3 separate regions of the Sus scrofa genome follow, and regions 2 and 3 are each linked to region 1. A link is a contact called in public Hi-C data. All regions are on one chromosome and are shown on one strand. Each heading gives the region's core, a stretch centred on a gene start, on an enhancer-like site or on the middle of the called end of the contact. The rest is flanking DNA. Distances are from core to core; before and after follow the strand shown.

What was found. A called contact is a pair of places that touch in the nucleus more often than the background predicts.
Region 2: a Hi-C map of embryonic fibroblasts shows a contact between it and region 1, with 7 times the contacts expected there. The contact joins the promoter of CARMIL3 here to the promoter of DCAF11 in region 1. A contact is called at or near these places in 4 of 5 promoter capture datasets (fetal liver, fetal skeletal muscle and liver), 31 of 47 Hi-C or Micro-C datasets (adipose tissue, alveolar macrophages, blood and 15 more) and 2 of 2 datasets of contacts at active chromatin or transcription factors (alveolar macrophages and skeletal muscle).
Region 3: a Hi-C map of liver shows a contact between it and region 1, with 3 times the contacts expected there. The contact joins the promoter of IRF9 here to the promoter of DCAF11 in region 1. A contact is called at or near these places in 6 of 47 Hi-C or Micro-C datasets (epiblast stem cells, fetal heart ventricle, heart right ventricle and 2 more) and 2 of 2 datasets of contacts at active chromatin or transcription factors (alveolar macrophages and skeletal muscle).

The regions. Positions count from the first base shown.
Region 1 is chr7:75,179,665-75,182,668 of Sscrofa11.1, forward strand. DCAF11 (DDB1- and CUL4-associated factor 11) reads right to left here and starts at 1,473. Exons shown (of 15, transcript XM_001928359.5): 1 at 874-1,473; 2 at 404-771. The coding sequence starts at 558.
Region 2 is chr7:75,239,735-75,242,738 of Sscrofa11.1, forward strand. It overlaps CARMIL3 (capping protein, Arp2/3 and myosin-I linker protein 3), which reads right to left and starts at 1,509. Exons shown (of 41, transcript XM_021099222.1): 1 at 1,324-1,509. The coding sequence starts at 1,363. It overlaps DHRS4 (dehydrogenase/reductase (SDR family) member 4), which reads right to left. Exons shown (of 8, transcript NM_214019.2): 8 at 2,387-2,795. The coding sequence ends at 2,681. LOC106504467 (a long non-coding RNA gene) reads left to right here. Exons shown (of 2, transcript XR_001297957.2): 1 at 1-1,132; 2 at 1,331-2,245.
Region 3 is chr7:75,138,173-75,141,176 of Sscrofa11.1, forward strand. It overlaps IRF9 (interferon regulatory factor 9), which reads right to left and starts at 1,469. Exons shown (of 9, transcript NM_001078670.1): 1 at 1,391-1,469; 2 at 183-363. The coding sequence starts at 362.

The DNA.
Region 1 (3,004 bases), core at 223-2,722:
GGCCTCATATCATGTGTCAATAACTTCACTAAAGTTCAATACCCACCTTCCCAGCACTTTTCAACCCTCACATCATTCCTTTTCCACCAGGCAACCGCCCCCCCCATTTCTTATTTACGTGAAAAATAATCTACATTTGTGTAGTCATAACTAAAAAGACTCCCCTGAACAGTTCCCTCAAACATAAGAGCAAGTCATCTAGCTGACCCTCCCTAGGCAAAACCCACTCTTACTGGGTATGAAGCTGAGTGCCCTGAGTGTCCAGCAGGGAGGGATGTTCTGCTCAAACAGAAAGGTAGTCCTGGGATAATCCCACTTCCTATTATCTGTAACTTCCCTGATTGGAGCTGGGATCAAGGGACTGTGGTGGCGCCTGGTGGGGACACACCAGAGGGTAAGTTACCTGCGTAGGAGATAGGCCAGTACCTGGGCCAGATCCACATCTTCATCCTCCTCTTCCTCTTCCTCACTCCGACGCAGGCCAGCCCCTCTTCGGGGCAAGCCCTCGGAGGGGTCTCCGGACCCAGTTCCTGCACTGCTGCTGTTCCGTGATCCCATCTTCTGGTCACAGCATCCTTAAGTCCTGTGCAGGGACTCCTCCTGTCACCTCCTTGGGTTTGATGAAAGCAAACCCTGCTCTAGAAATACCAGGGTCTCCTGAGGTACGGCGGTAGCTATAACTAGGAAGGCTACACTTCTTAGGGACTGAGAACCCTTCTCCTTGGCCTGTAACAACTCCCAAAGCTTCGGGAACACAAACCTTTCCCAATCCTGTGAAGCAAAAAAAAACAGAGTGAAGTCTAGGGCGTGACCTTAGCTCACCAGTAAGAATCCTTTGAAGAGGAATTTCTCAGTTTTCTACCTCAAACTCACCTATCAAAGTCCCTGAGGGTGGGGTGGATTCCCAGGTAACCTCTCAGGCCGACCAATCAAAAACCCTCGCAGAAGAAAGCGCCTCATTAGCTTATCCCATCTAACCAATCAGAAGCCTTAGGACCCCCCGACGCCCCCCTTACCGGCCAATCAGCACACTCCCTCCCAAAAGCCGGCGGCAGCGACAACCAATGAAGTTAAAACTCCACTTAACCCCCTCCTTCCTCGCCTCACGCCCACGTGGTGTGCCAGGGATGTGTAAGCTAAGGGGGGTAGGCCTGCGAGAGACCACCCACCAGCCAGGAGAGGTCTCAGGACCCGCAGCGGCGCAAGGCCTTGTTTACACCGACTGCCCTCCGGCGTCGGCCAACAGCTCCTTCGTCACGCGCTTCCTTCGTCACGCATCTCCAGGCTCTGCCGCCGGCGGACTGCAACGTCACGCGACGCCCCTGACGGCCCCGCCCCCTTGGCCCGCTCACTGGACAGCTGAGAGCGGTGATTGACAGATGGGCGGGAGAAAGTGTGTGATGAGTGCTAGGGGAGGGGAAAGCGCGCGATCCAGGAGGAGCGGTCGCTTCTGGTTGGGAGGCGTTAAGTGCGGAACTGGCTGCTTCTTGAATCAGAAACAACGGAACTAGACCTCATGGGCGAGGGGCGGGGCTTACAAAAGAAGTTTGTGATTCGCTGCCCAGAGGTGTCTTAACAAGGGAAATAATTTGCTGTCAGTCCCTTAACAACATTTAGCTTCGCACTTTTCAGAGGATCTCTAAGGGGCCTCTCTTTCCTCCCCTAGGCACGACCCCCTCCCCCGCCCCCACTTCGCTCTCTAGCACTGCTTTTTTTCTCAGGCTGCAGCTTCAGCCGGTCCGGTCCTAAGCGGTGCGCGGCTCTTTTGGGAATGCGTTCGCGTCACAGATGCACCTAGGCCTTCACACCCTCCCTTCCGGGCGTAGCTTCCGGAAGCCTTGTTCTCTTGGGGACCGCCCTTTCTAGACCTTCCGTTAGTCACTCAGGCAACTTTTTAGATGACCCCTGGCTTCGCAGTCTTTGTAGACGCTCCCTAGTGCATCCGCGGGTCCTCACTGACCTTTCATTATGGTCAGTTCGCCTCTGATTCTAACCCTAACCCTAACCCTGGGAGGATTCGAAGACTTTCCTTAGACCCTCTGTCCTTGGGGCGCCTCTGCGCAGGACCAGGGTGTGCACGCGCGGCGCCTCCTACCCCCTCCTACCCCTTCCTCCGGGTTTATGAGTAACTCGGCAGAGTTCAAGGACGAGACTTGTGTACCTAGGGATCCTCGCCCAGGCTGGGGGGTTGTGGGTCGATTGACCGTGCTGGGCGCCTAGGCCCGGGGTCCAAGCTGCCTCTCAGTGCCCCCAGCCGGGACGCTTAATTAAAAGTGCTGCCCAGAGCCTCCTGAGGGCAGGAGGGATGAGGGAGGCGGGCTTTAATTTGGGCTCTCCTGGGGCTCACTCTCCCTGGGTAGGCGAGGGTGTGGTTATCCTTCTGGTGATACCCCTTGGTTTCTAGATCGCTAGATCAGAGCTAGCTTATTATCTCTGGTCACCAGGGCCAGCTTCATGGGTGTGCGACCTGTACAGAACCCACGCTTGGTTTAATGTTCTGTTATCACACTTTGAAATTCTTTTTTTTTTTTCTTCTGCTCTTTGGGCCGCCCCCCCCCCCCGACATATGAAGGTTCCCAGGCCAGGGGTTAAATTGGAGCTACAGCTGCCGGCCTACACCACAGTCACAGCAACGCCGGATCCTTTACCCCACTGAGTGAGGCCAGGGATCTAACAGGCGTCCTCCTGGATTCTAGTTGGATTAGTTTCCGCTGCGCCATGACAGGGAACTCCCCACAGAGCAATTATTGACCGTAGTAAGACACTGGAAACAAAAGATCCAAACGCACTGCTACAGGTTAAATAAATTATGGTTCATATGGTAGACACAGAAATACCAGGTAGCCATTAAAAATGACGTAGTCTTCTATTTTCATGCCTTGGGAAATTGTGCAAATTACATTTTTTAGGCTTAAAAAAGGTGGTAGATCTGCTGATATGTGGTGGATGCAAAAACAATATGGTTTCAGTTTTGCATTTAAAAATATAAAAATAGGCTCATATC
Region 2 (3,004 bases), core at 259-2,758, 60 kb after region 1:
GAAGGACCGGGACTGAGACCTTTCCTTCTTGGGTGACTTTTCTTTTTTATTAGAGAGGCTGGAGGGTGTGGAGAAAACCGAGGGGGGACAGTAGCTGAGTGACACTGTGAGAGAATGTGAAGGATTTTTCTGACCCGTGTAGTCCAGCAGCTGTGGACACATCCACAGTGAGTCAGTGTGGGGAGTGTGGGGGTGTCCCTTTGACTATATTTTAGGTGGTCTGGGTGTGAGTGTCTGCCTTTTACTATGCATGTAAAGAAGATGCCAGGGAGCCCGTGTGTGGTATTGGTGGGCATGGCTAAGTGTGAATGAGTATGCTGTGCTTGCAGTTGTGAAAGGGGCATAGAGCCAGCCAGTTCTGAGTAGGGGGTAGGGAGGTAGGAAGGAGTGTTTAAATGAGTCCCAAACCCATCTGCTGGCGAAACCATCCAGATATCCCAGTATGTATGTGCATGTGTGTGTGTGTGCTGTTTCTGCAAAGATGTGTGTACACACATCTCAAGATTGTGCTTGTGTGTGTGTGGAGGTGTGGGAAATTGAAACGGTGCAGAGCATGCCTCTGAGTATCCTTGAGCGTCCTGGTCTCTGCGTGGGCTAGCCTGTGCTCCCGCCTCTGGGGGTCAGGGTTGTGGCAGAGCTAGGGGATCGGCCCTTGGTTTGGACCAAGTCTAAGAACTGCTGCAAGGCAGGAGAGGCCTTGAGGTGTTGGGTGAGGGGGGTAGAGAGAAGAGGGCAGGCTGGGACCGGGGCCGTGGTAGGAGAGCTGCAGAGACCCTCCTCTTGGTTTTTGCTCCAATTCGGGCCCTCTTTCCTGACTCCCTTCTTTGCCCCACTGGCCGGGGTGCAGAGACGGGCTGCCATGGGGCTCTCCGGAGCCAGTTCCGGGGCGGGGCCCAGAGGAGGAAGGGTGTTGAGCCCAGAGGCGGTCAGGACCTGGGGCAGCTCCCATCACCCGGCGGGGCGGGCCTGGCCCCGCCCGGCGGGGAAACGGGGACTCTCTGGAGGAGAGACTGGATGCTTCGCCGAGGGTTGGGCCAGGATTGCTGAGAGTCAGCCCCAGGGAGCGTAAAGGGACTGCATCTGTCACTGAAGATCGGGACGGGAGGCTCTGGGACAGGAAGGTCCTGACAGGGTGAGAAGAGGGGGCCAGCGGAGGATGCTCTGGGGACAGCGATACCCCGAGCTGGGATGCAGGGGCAGGGGGGTGCCTTGGAATGGGGATGCATGAGGGGCGGGAGGCACCGGGGTGTACCGCGGAGAGGAACGCACTGGGTCTGGGAGGCTCCCGGACGGGGCGTCCCGGAGACCACCGCAGCCTCGTACCTTGCAGCTCGCGGGTGAGCTCCGCGCTGGACTTGGCCATGGCGGCCGTTGCTGCCGGTGTTGCTGCAGAGGAGCCGCTGCCGCCGCTGCCGCCGCCGGGGAGCCGCGGCACATGCTAGACCCGGCTCCGGCAGGGCCCCGGCGCTGAGCGCTGCAGCAGCCGCGGAGCCCGCTCCTGTCAGGGGCGGCTGCGCGAGCGCTCCTCCCCCCGCCTCGGAGCGCCGGGTCTCCCGCCCCTCCCGGAGAGGTGCCAGACTGAGCATGCGCGCCGCGCCTCGGAGCCGCGTGAGACCCCGCGCGCGCTCGCGCCCACCCCTCCCGCCGGCCCCCGCGTGCGACGCCCTGTGCTTGTCTCCTGGAGCCCGGGTCATCTCCCAGGCGGGGGGCAGGGTCCCCACTTTTCGTGTCACCCCACTCCTCGGGCACTGTGAGCAGAACCCATTTCTTTTGTTTGTAGCTCTGTGTACCCCTTGCCGGGTCATTCTTGCAAGGCTCCTCCCTTTTCATTTCTTGCTCGGGACCCGTCCAGGTTGTCCTTGCTGAACCGCGAAGGAAGGAACTCGCGGCTGAGGGCAATGTTGGGAGAGGACCTGGCCGGATCTAGAGCAGTTTATCCTTCTTTTCCCGCTTGCCCAGCCTTGGGGATCCCTGCGGCGTCCTTGGCACCGTCCCCGCGGGTGTGCGGCCGAGAGTAGCACCTGGGAATTCCCGCGCCACCTCCTCCCTGCTGGCAGCTCTGCAAACACCTCCATCCCCATCCCGGAGCCTTACGCTCAGGTCCTGGAGACAGGGAGGAAGGCTAAGGGGATGCAGACTTGGGATCCAGGAGAACCTTAAGGGCATCCCGTCCACTCAAATTTAGGCTCTCTGCTTGGCTAACACACCTATGCACCCTACGCTGAAAAATGAACATTGATTCAAACCACTGTGATCATTTGCATTTTCTTTGCACTAGATTTGCACGTCGTTGATTTCTAACCCTGTTCCCTCCAATCCAGGTTTCCTTCTCCCATATCCCTCAAATTACCCTGATGCCCAGAAAAAAAAAAAAAAAAAAAAAAAATTAGTTGATCTTTGCTAAGGTAGACTCAGCCCTCTGAGCAGGTCTACCTTGTGCTCTCAGGGGAGGTCTTTATTGAAGGCTACAGCAACAGGGAAAATCCTCATTAGACCACAGCTTGACAGCAGAGGACAAGGACGCTGGCTCTTTTCACAGGGCAGAACTGATTTGGGGGGGGTGGGTAGGGGTTATGGTGTATTGTGAGCAGAATGCTAGGCAGAGGTGGGAAACCAGTTGATGAATGCTGGAACAGGAGCTGGAGCCCAATCTCTGCCCTGGTGGATGCTCTCCAGGTCCTCAGAGGCGGGATGCGGTCCCTCCACCCACTACCACTGTCTCCCCAGTGATGTAGCTGGCATCTTCAGAGCATAGGAAAGACACGATGCCCGCACAGTCCTCTGGATTGCCTAACCTGGGGAGGAGAAGAAACAGAAAGGGAGTAAAAATCAAACAGGGAAAGAAATCTGCTTAATCAAAAAGCATCAGATGATTTTTCAGGACCAGTGTACTGTCCATCAAATAGGGTTACCATGAAGAAAAGGTAACTATAAGCATTAACACTGTACTTTGCAAAAGCCACCACACATTACATTCATGTAAAATAGAGACACTTTGTTTTTT
Region 3 (3,004 bases), core at 219-2,718, 41 kb before region 1:
CTTGAGACGCTGGCTGAGTTTTGCATTTTCATTTTGCACTGGCCTCTGATAATTACGTAGCCGATCCTACGCTTCATCTCCCCTTTATCTGAAACCCAGGCGGACACAACGCCTCGAGGGGGAGAGCGCCAGTGTATATACTCCGTCCCTCCCTCTGAGGGGCCGGTTTCCAGGCCCTTCACCTTGAAGAAGGCTGCATCCTGATCCTCCCGGAAATCCTGCTTGCCCGCATGCTTCCAGGGAATCCGGAACATGGTCTTGGCGTCGTCGTCCCAGCACACTCCTGGGAACTGCCCGCTCTCCACTTGCTCCACCACCCAGTTCCGGAGCTTTCGGGTGCAGCGAGCCCTGCCTGAAGCCATCCTGGGGATAAGATCAGTGGGAAGCTGTCACTGGACATTTTGGGAAGAGTGAGATCCTCGCCAGAGGGACTGGATTCTGGCAAAGGGCTGCCAGAGACCCCCTCTGTCTTTTGTCTCTGGACATATCTCAGAATTCTGAGGCTGAATTGTTTTGTTTCTGTCATCACTAGCAATCACCGGAAATACTTTAACATCCCAAGATGTAGCATCTGGAGTTCCTGTTGTGGCGCAGTGGTTAACAAATCCGACTAGGAACCATGAGGTTGCAGGTTCGATCCCTGGCCTTGCTCAGTGAGTTAAGGATCCAGCGTTGCCGTGAGCTGTGGTGTAGGTCGCAGACGCAGCTCGGATCCCACGCTGCTGTGGCTCTGGCTGTGGCCGGTGGATACAGCTCTGATTAGACCCCTAGCCTGGGAACCTCCATGAGCCTCGGAAACGGCCTTAGAAAAGGCAAAAAGACAAACAAACAGGCAAACTACCAAGATGTAGCATCTGGAAGGCAACAGGAATTGGTCTTAAGACTTTTTAGGAATCTATTGTTTGGAAGGAAAATGCCCTGGTGTCCTGCTCCCAGTGAGAGAGCTTGACACCCCCAAGCATTTGCAGATACAGCAGCTGCTTGAGATGCCTCATCAACCCTCTTCACCCACCATCCCCACAACTTATCCTTTGATGCCCCCTAACCCTCCCCCCTGCTTGTCCCAGGGGTAGGTGGGGCAGAGAGAGGGGGCAGAGCTGGGGCGGAAGTGGGCAGGGCCAGAAGGCAGCAAAACAATCGGGGATGGGGCAATGCCTTCTTCCCTCAAGAACCCGGTAGTAGGTCCTCCTGTCCTTTGCCAACAGATAAGGTGTGGGACACCGGCCCCTGACCAGTCTTTCACTCAAGCCAAACTTCCAGCTCCCTGGTTCACAAGCCTTCTGGTATTCCTCTGTCTAGCAGGGGGGTCCCTAGGAGCCCCCACCCACCACCTCCCGCAGGGCTTCCCCGACCTTGACCCAGGCTGACAGCCGTTTTTGGTTAATCTTACCTGAGCTGCTGTGCAGGCTGTCCCAGGGCTCAGCCGACCACAGCTCAGCTCCCGGCTAGGCAGCTTCTGGATTTCTCCGCCCCTTTCTACAGTCCCCACCCTAAGTTTCAGTTCTCCTTCAGGGAGGTCCGTTTCCCCGAAATCACGTGGTCTCCGAGTTGCAGGGCAACTGGTTGCCACTAGGGGGAAGCAGCAGCTGAGATGCTTATGGTTGGCCCGCTGGGCCTCATTCCCTTTCCTCCCTCAGGACACTTCTTGCTCGGATCCCACCATCTCTGTGACACAGCTGCTTCCCCAGGGAGGCTGCAGTATCCTGGAGTCTGGCCTGGGGCCGCTGGTTAGCTCTGTACTACTTGGGCATCTGCCTTCCCCTACAGTGCCTGCTTGCTACCTACTAGGTGAGCCCACACATCAGCTGGATTTGGTGAAAGCAAGGAGGCAGGGAAAGAGAAGCTCAGGCCAGGGGGCTGGATGCGGAGGGCCTCCCCTGGCCAGCCGCGAGGCCAGTTCCTTCTTGGCCTGAGTCCAGAGTGGGCTGGTCAGCGGGCTGAGGGAGCCCTTTTGGCAAAGCTCTGTTCACCACCCCCCCTTCCCTGGTGCCCCCAGATGGTGGGGTCAGGAAGAAGGACCACCAAGAAGCCTGGGCAAGGAAATGCCTCTTTATTAGTGCTGGAGCTGCTCCTGAGGAAGTCGGACCAAGGGACCCTCGCCCTCAGCTACTTCCTCCTGCGGGGGATACTCTGTCCCAAGGGCACCTCTTCTATCAGCTTCTGCAGAAGGAGAGAGAAGATGATGAAACGAAGCACAGGGCTCAGACACAGGCAGGACAGGGGATTTCTAGGGAGTGGGCTCAGGGGCCAGGCCGGGGGAAGGCTTTACCTGCAATAAGCGTGCGTGATAGGTTGGGGGATCCTCCCCAGGCAGCGGCTGGGGGTGCATGTGCAGGTAGCGCTCGGCAGCTGTCTCCAGCTCCTCCACCTCATACAGGGTGGCTGGGTCCAGAGAGTGGGCATTGATGAGGCTCACAAGATATTCTTTGTAGTGTGCCCTGGGGAGATGATAGAGCGAAATATTTGTTCTTCTGTTTGGCTGATCCTCGGATGAACAAGACCGACACCCCTCACCCGTGGCTCGGTAGGCGCTTGCCAACCTGCGCCCACTGCCTGCTACTACCTCTCTTTGCCTCTTGCCTGGAAGGGCCCCATCTCCCACTCCTTGCAGGACCTACTGATCCCAGAGACCCAGTCCCTCTGTCTCCCCCCCACTGCCATGCTTCATGCCCTGCCTGCCACTCACTGGCAGAGGCCAGCATAGCCAGCAGGAGTCTCCTTGCCACAGGCTTCGTCCCGGAAGCCATTGGGCACCTCCTTCTGCTCCATCACTCGGCAGCCACCTAGGGGTAAGGGAAGGAAGGGACTCTGTCAGGGGGAGGAAGGCCATGGACCACAAAGCCCCAAGAGAGCTGGGATATGACAGAGGCATGGGAGGCAGCCTCCAGGGAGGGAACACAGAGATGCCATCATGCAGACCACCTTTTTTTTTTTTTTTTTTTTTTTTTTTTTATGCTTTTTAGGGCTGCATCTGCTGCATATGGAGGTTCCCAGGCTAGGAGTC